Regions from separate parts of the Mus musculus genome. Here region 1 is linked to region 2. The links are chromatin contacts, called in public HiChIP or PLAC-seq maps. All regions are on one chromosome and are shown on one strand. Each heading gives the region's core, a stretch centred on a gene start, on an enhancer-like site or on the middle of the called end of the contact. The rest is flanking DNA. Distances are from core to core; before and after follow the strand shown.

Region 1 (3,729 bases), core at 544-3,043, 640 kb before region 2:
CAAACAAACAAAAAACTAGACAGATAGAAAATAGAGGCAATCACATTGAGAGCAGTTTATAAAGAAGAAGACAGTGCTCACAAATCATACAGTGGTATTAAAAATAAAACCAGTTTGTAATGTAAATGCCAAGTGAGAATTAAACTCAAGATACTGATAAGCTACACTGAGGAGTTAGGACAGCAGAGTGGAAGCTGGAACTTTAAATTTAGCATGTGCTAAGTGTGGAATTAAATCCTATTCTCCCATAGTAAGAGGCCAGTGAGTGTTTTTTAAAAAGAAAAAACAAACAAACAAACAAACAAAAACAAAAATAAAAACAAAAGTGATCAAAGGCCAAGAGAAGGCTCTGTGGGTAAAAAGGCACCGGCATTAAAAGTCTGAAGGGCTGAGTTCCATCACACAACGGAAGGAGAAAACTGATCCCCGAAAGTTGCAAGCCATGGCATATACATGTACACACACAGTGGTAACAAATTACATCTAAAAAAAATACAAAGAAGTAATTGCAAGAGCTGTACATAGCTGTCACTAACAAAGGGAACAGGGAAGTAAGGGACACAGGGTAACATATGGCTCTTTTCCTTACGGGTCATGTGGCTCAATTAGCCGTCCATGCAAAGCTACTGTGGAACATGGCGGGTGGCATGAGGAAGGAAAAAGAAAACATGAAAGGAAACAAAAGTATGATTTTCAGGATGTCTACTTCGGTTGACTACAAGCCCCTGGGCTGCAAAGAAGCATGGGTCACGCTGTAAAACTCTCCTGTGGCTTAAGACAGCTCACAGCAGTTAGGGTAACCGTGTACATGTGAGACTCCCAACACAGGCAGGATCTCTTGGGATCTGGAGTTTCTCAGCTCCTCTTTCTACCTCTGTGACCCTAGTCTGTCGTCACTGTCACTACGAGCCTGAAAGGTTGAATGAAAATCCTGAGAGTCACAGACAGGAGGTGCTGGAGGGGTCAACAGTCCTCCTCACTGAAGCAAGGTTTCTGTCTTCCGGGTCCCTGCTCCATTTGATCTTCACTGCCTATGGAAACCATAGAGGAATGAAGAGACCTGGACGCTGGAGTTGGCTGAGTTCTCAGTCTGGATTTGCAGCTGATTCCATCCACTTTCTAGAAACTTCTTGGCTGGGGCTTTCTGCCTCTCTACCCCAGCTGCCTCCATTCTAAGGCAGTGCCTTCCCTGCATGAGAATCTAGTGACTAGTGAGAGAATGCACGGAAACTACATTATCAACTGGGCCTGTCCAAGAGTCTGTCATGGATACTCTTTATTCCATGACTGTAAAAGTCCCCGACTTGGGCTGGAGAGATGGCTCAGGGGGTAAGAGCACCCGACTGCTCTTGTGAAGGTCCTGAGTTCAAATCCCAGCAACCACATGGTGGTTCACAGCCACCCATAATGAGATCTGACGCCCTTTTCTGGTACGTCTGAAGACAGCTACAGTGTACTTTAAAAAAAAAAAAAAAGTCCCCGACTTGAGGAGAGACCATCGGTGCACTCCCTCAAACAGCTACGAAATGGAAAGAAAAGCTTAAAACAGAACTGCAGGGCGGGAAGTGCCAGGTTCATCGGGGTGATTCCCACTGTCATGAGGTTATTTACTGTCACTACTGGAGCTGAGGTGGGTTCATGACCAAGCTTCTGATTTCCGTTAGGATAGCAGACTCTAACCCAGGAGGCTCCTTTTGAGGAAGCATAAAAGGCCTGTCCTCCAAAATGAGATGGAGCAGCTGGGGATGTACCCAGTTTGAGACAGTAGATCTCAATGGCTAGCGGGGCTTCAAGGTTTTCCTTTCTCTCCCCAACCCTTTTTCTTTCCTCAATAGGACTGATGATCTATCTTATTTAGGGAATTCCAATGTGACCGCTTCATTTTTGAAAGAAGAAAGAGAGGCAGGGAAGGAGGAAGGGAAGGGGAGGGGAGGGGAGGGGAGGGGAGGGGAGGGGAGGAGAGGGGAGGGGAGGGGAGGGGAGGGGAGGGGAAAACTACAAATAACCCTCTGTGCCCTGGGATAGAGCTGAGAGCTGCACTACAGCAAACCACCTGAAGGTGGCGATATTTTCCTAAACTTCTCCCAAAAATTTCAAGTATTTGAAGAACTTAGTAAAACCTTGAAAAATGACTGCTGTCAAATAATACCAAGAGAAAAATTATAATCCACTTAGGAATTTAAAGAAACCAAGACAAATAATTCATGTCGAAGGATACTAATGTCTAAGCTGAATCAGAGAGAGGACAAATCACCTGCCTTTGCTTCCTGTCACGATCCAGCCTGGACTGTCTGTCTGAACCTGAGGGTTCAGGGTGGCCTGGGCAGCCTTTGATGGCAGGGAGTGGGTGTGGAGTCAAGCCAAGAGAGTGACTTGCAGATTCAGCCAGGAGAGGATGGGGATTGCATGGGTCTCTATGAGGCTGCCAGAGAGAAGGTGAACCAGTTTCCTCCAGAGCTTAAACCCAACAAGCTGCTCGATCCCTTGTAGTTTCAGGGTGTTATACCGGGATGCCTCCTTCCTGCTTCCTCTTTCCACCCAGTGCAGCTGAAGAGACACCATGGCTGAATGAAGGGTAGGCACTGGGATGGCAAGCGGGAGGGAAGCTGACCCGCCAAGAAAAGCAGATGGAGCCTGGCTGGGTCTCTGTGAAATGTCTATAAAACCTGCATTTCCAGATGCTTTCAATTGCCTCTTCCCCAAAGGCTAATGAAGAAAGAGGGTGAGTTCCCAGACCAGCTCAGAGAATATAAACCACCCAGCAGACAGGCTGCAGCCATGGGAAGCTGTGTGCTGGTGTGGGACAACTTAGCATCCTTCACTATGGCGAGAGCTGAGGGATCACACCACGTCTGGCCATCATGCAGAGCCTTGGATGCCACCCCATCTCTCAGGTCCCCCTGGAAGACCACAGAGGAAAACCCAAGAGATCCACCCAGCCCGAGACAACCATCAAACCAAGCGGCAGCACCCTCCTGGAGGATCAGATATACTTTGGGATGAAGTATTCTAAGTGTCAAGGATGCTAAGAATGCACAGGTAGGAACCTTCTATGTATGAGCTGTGCGACCTGGTCTGTGTGCCATCTGAACACAAAAATGACACATATGGCTGGGTCTTCTCCAGGGGTCAATGTGAAGGTCAAGTGAAAGAGAGAGTTGCAACAGAATCTGAAAGGGATTGGCCCAGATGGCCACGCCCCTCAATGAGACAAGGTAAGTGCTCTAGCACCCCCTGCATAGCCTGAGGCCTGGAACCTTCAGCTGACTCAGTACCCATCCTCAACTCTACACCCTCCTCACACAAAGGCTCCTACATGCTGGTTTGCTTTTACTTGTTCAGATGACATTTCCAGAACCAGCCAACGTCAGAACTGCGGTCTGACAAAGGAATTTAACTGGATCTGGGAACTTAAGCTTTTGAAAGGAGCTATAAAGATAAGAAAATTAAATCATCTTTGGGCCTATGTTGGCCCGATTGCTTTACTGGAAGGACTCAGGTTATCTGATGGTACTTCTGTGGAACATCAGTAAGAGCTGGGTCAGAGGCCGAAGTCTCCTGAGAGGATTTGGGATCCCTTAGGCAAGGACAAATGACTCACACGAGCCCAGGATCCCCAGCTCCAGACTCTAGCCACCGAGAAACGAGGATCAGAATGCCGGCTCTGCAGGATCCCTAGCCTGGGCACCCTGCAGCAATTCTCCCCCCAACCCCCATCGCACCCCCTGT
Region 2 (3,978 bases), core at 994-3,493:
CAGTTCTACCTGTGACAGCCCGCCTCCAGTAGACAGTACATCAGAGGTCTCGAATGGCAGATCAGATGTCCTGAGTGATGGATGAGCCAACCTGGGCCCCCATTGGAACAACTGATGCTAAGAAAGGAGAAGAAGAGAGAGAAGGGGAGAGAAATGGAGAGGAAGAAGAAGGGGGAGGCAGAGGAAAGAAGAAGGAAGAGAAGTGAGGATTCTATACCATACCCCAGCCTCCTCAACAGCTCCCATGAATACTCAATTCTTTCCACTTGCAACTCACAAGCACAATTTATTCCATGACACAAATCCAGGGTGTACCCAAGACATATGTGAGAGACAGGTGCCAGCAGCCCTGCTCAAATGTCCGAGCTATAACCACAGCACGTTGCCATGCTACTGGCTGCCAGTTTAGCACCACCAGCAGCTGGCAAAGGTTGAACTCAGCCTTCGTCTCCTCTCCAGGCCAGGACATGGCAGGAAAGGAGGCTCTGGTGGCTGTGAGGTCACAAAAGCAGGAGAATAGGCAGCATTTCAGACGGGATGCTGGGCTCTGTGAGCTTCTGAGCCCTACAGAAATGATTCTCTCTGTAGAGCAGGCTGCTCCTTTGGAAGAGGGTATCCCTCAGGATCCAATCCACCCCAGCTTTGCTGCTTTGACTTACCGCAGGCAAGCAGGAACCCCCTGGTCCGTTTCTGAGGTCAGGAGCCTCTATGTCCACATTTCTTCTCCTTGACCTGGAAGAAGGGAAGGAAGGGTGTAAGGGGACAGGTTTTTTTGTGTTTGTTTGTTTGTTTGTTCCCTACAGAATACATGCTGCAGGAAAAGATAGATGGACCATATTCTACAACCCTAGCTAGGGAGCTTCATAATGGGTTGCTGTACTTGGAAAGATGAGATTGCACACACAGACCCTGCAACCACAAATAAAGTTAAGAGACAAAGCTAAGGCAGAAGAAGTCTGCTATGGGGCCTGGCCTTAATTGCTCTACTAAGTTTTTTGAGCACCCCTAAATGTAATCAAAGGATAGCCATTTAGGCAGCATTAAGTCCTTGGTGGGAGGCCTAGGCTTCCTAAACTTAACTGGCCCAAGGATTAGGTGGCCCAGTGTCCTCTGGTGGCTTCCTCTTGCCTGTTGGGTTTGTTTATATCCTGCACATGCCCCCTGCCTACGCCTCTGTGTGCTCTTGCCTCCGCTCATTTCTGTTGAGGACATCCTAGCCATCCTCCAAGGTGCTCTGTGACTAACAAGCTGGTCCTACCTCTTCCTCCTCCAAGATGTCTCCTAGAAGGTTCCCCATTGCGTATATTCCATACCCAGTCCTAGTGTGCAGGCAGCAGTGAGAAGCTGGTCCTGCATACCACACTCCAGGCAAAAGAAGAGCAACCAGATCTGGGCCACAGCACAACAATTGCATGCTGTGCTGGGCTCTAACAAGCCTGAGCCTCCAGCTGTTGGTAGCCACGCCAACACCTATTTATAGCCCTCCTCCATGACTCCCAACTGGCTCATGTTGGTGTATTCTCTCAAGGGTCAGCCAATAGCCAATTGGAGACAAACGAATCTCTATAGACAGCTGCCCGTCTCAGTTAAAATCTGGGTTTGTGAGCTGGGTACAGTGGCACACACCTTTAATCCCAGCACTTGGGAGGCAGAGGCAGATGAATCTCTGTGAGTTTGAGACCATCCTGTTCTATATAGTGAGTTCCAGGACAGCCAAGCCTACATAGTGAGCCCCTCTCTCAAACAAATAAACAAACACAAAATAAAATCTGGTTTTGTATCACAGACTGAGAAAGCAAAGGTAGAAACTCTGTCCCCAGGGCTCAGGGGATGTGGAACTCTGAGGCAGAGGAATTGCAAGCTAAGGCCAACCTATGCTACATGATAAGGCCCTGTCTCAAAAAAAGTAAAAATAAAAACACATTGTCTGAGCCTCTTATTCTAAACACATAAACTCAAGGCAAGGTGAGAACTTCGTGACTAAGACATCATAGGACCCTTCCAACTTGACATCCCACGGCTCTGTGACTCATGCTCTCTCTTCTTCCTCCAGCAGAGAGGTCAGGATCATCTAAAGCCACCCCAGCTGCCCTTCCCTGAGCACCTCAAGCCTCACCGGGGTCCAAAGGGAAAGATAAAACTCCTGAGCTGGCAGCTCATCTCAGAGCAGCCTGAGACTGCCTGATCAATCCTGCAGGTGGCAAGAGGGGGCGTGAGGGAGGGCTGCTGTTGCTATGGATACCAAAAATGCTCCTCTCATTCATACCATCTGTCGGAGCCAGGATAGAAGACAAACTGTTGGTTGCCCTCACTCCCCTGGCCTACCTTTCTAACTGATTACAACTGCATGCTAAATTTAAATGCAGCTCTGAAATCGGGACATATAAGGTCTCTCTGCCTGCATCTGAAGAGTTTCATAATGGGTAGAGCTGGAGAGCAATGAGGAATTAAGACACGGAGGCAATCTAAGCCGTATTGTACAGCCACCACAATTAGAGATCTAAAAAAAAAAAGCTGTTCCTCTCTCTGGCTGAAGATGAAGTTTCAGCAATAAACAGACATCTGCTAGGAGCTCTTGAAGAGAGGCAGCATAAACACCCCAGGGAGCAGCCATAAACAGGGAGCCTTCTCCAGGAAGCTACTGCTTACCATGGCAGAAGGGACGGAAGTGAGGAGGAGGCTGTAGGGAGTGAAGGGCAGAGAAGGATGGGGTGCCTAGAGGCTGGGTGGGATGGAGGGGGTGCCACAAGAACAGGGCTGGGTGGGGGGAGCAGGCAGACAGGAGGAGCTCAGCTTGGGGAAAAATGAAGAACTGGCTGACTTTTACAGGAACCCGAAGTTTAAGCCCCAGAGGGGGCTCATGGAGGAGCCCATTCATGCTATTCAGTGTGGAAATTGACCATAGAAAACAGGGAGGTATTGGAATGCAGGCCTGTGCAGAGCACCCTGTAAATATTTTAATTTCATCTCTACATCAGTGTTGAGATCAAGATGACTCTAACTACCTCTTCTTTATAGGCTTAGATGGTAGGATTCATGAACTTTGCAAGGCCACATGGCTAGGATTCGAACCCATGTCTGTCTTAGCATGCTTCATTTGTCTGCTTGCTTGTTTTTGCTTCTATCATCTCCATGGAGAATTTGTTCCTGATGTTTATCCTCAGTGCCTAGATGTCCCAAATCCCCCAGATTTAAAGCAAGGGGGATTCTGACAAAAGAGACACTGAAATATATGGAGGAGGCAATCGTTGAGTTCTGGCCAATTCATTCCTGAGTCTCTGAGATCCTGTGGGCCCTCTGGGTCACTCTGGTCACTTCCTAGCAGACAGAAGGAAAAGCGAAGCAGGTAACAGGCAGAGAAGTGTGCCCACAGCATGTCTACAGGAGGCTTGGAACAGCAACCACATTGTGAGAAGAGAGCCCAAGGATGGGGGCTGAGAGAAGAAATGTGGCTTGGGTTTTCACCAGTTCTTTTTGTATGAGTGAGTGTTTTTACCATGCATCGCATCGGTGTGTGCTCGTGGTGTAGTTCTAGGTATCTGTATGTTTGTGATGGTTAGTGCCATACACACTTGTGTGTGGAGGTGAGAACCATGCATGTATACATGTGTGTTGGGGCAAGTACCGTATCCCCTTCTCTGTCTCTCAGTGTGTGTGTGTGTGTGTGTGTGTGTGTGTGTGTGTACCATGCATCCATATGCATGTTTTAGAGTGAGTGAATTCATGCATGTGGTCCCCTCCATGCTGTTTACCCTCTCCCTTGGCTGTCAGACCCCCAGTTTTTTCGGGAAGAAATACTTGCTTGTTACCATCTTTGCATCCAAGTGTGAAAGGTCCAACTGTCCCCACCCATGGAGCTATCAACTCCACAAATACTGCACATAGAACCTTAGGTTAAGTAGGCATCCAACGCAGGAGCCAGCAGTCAGATCCCCCCCAGACCTGGGTCTACTCTGCCCTAGGAAGCAGCTCTCTTAA

The links. HiChIP or PLAC-seq counts read pairs in DNA pulled down with a chosen protein or histone mark.
Region 1: a contact with region 2 is called in an H3K27ac HiChIP or PLAC-seq map of stem cell-derived neural progenitor cells, with 3 times the contacts expected there. The contact joins two enhancer-like sites. A contact is called at or near these places in 2 of 39 promoter capture datasets (embryonic stem cells and liver) and 3 of 115 datasets of contacts at active chromatin or transcription factors (embryonic forebrain, forebrain and stem cell-derived neural progenitor cells).

What each region holds. Positions count from the first base shown.
Region 1 is chr7:112,867,570-112,871,298 of GRCm38.p6, reverse strand. The region is part of intron 9 of Tead1 (TEA domain family member 1); the gene reads right to left. Among named protein-coding and RNA genes, the nearest start is that of Rassf10, 85 kb to the left of the region's middle. Within about 2 kb of position 1,793, at least 58 of the 459 cell types and tissues checked have an H3K27ac peak or open chromatin away from gene starts, as enhancers often do. A contact at or near this core is called in forebrain and stem cell-derived neural progenitor cells, where this site is marked.
Region 2 is chr7:112,232,101-112,236,078 of GRCm38.p6, reverse strand. Mical2 (microtubule associated monooxygenase, calponin and LIM domain containing 2) reads right to left here. Exons shown (of 26, transcript NM_001193305.1): 2 at 660-732. Among named protein-coding and RNA genes, the nearest start is that of Mical2, 8.3 kb to the right of the region's middle. Within about 2 kb of position 2,243, at least 49 of the 459 cell types and tissues checked have an H3K27ac peak or open chromatin away from gene starts, as enhancers often do. A contact at or near this core is called in forebrain and stem cell-derived neural progenitor cells, where this site is marked.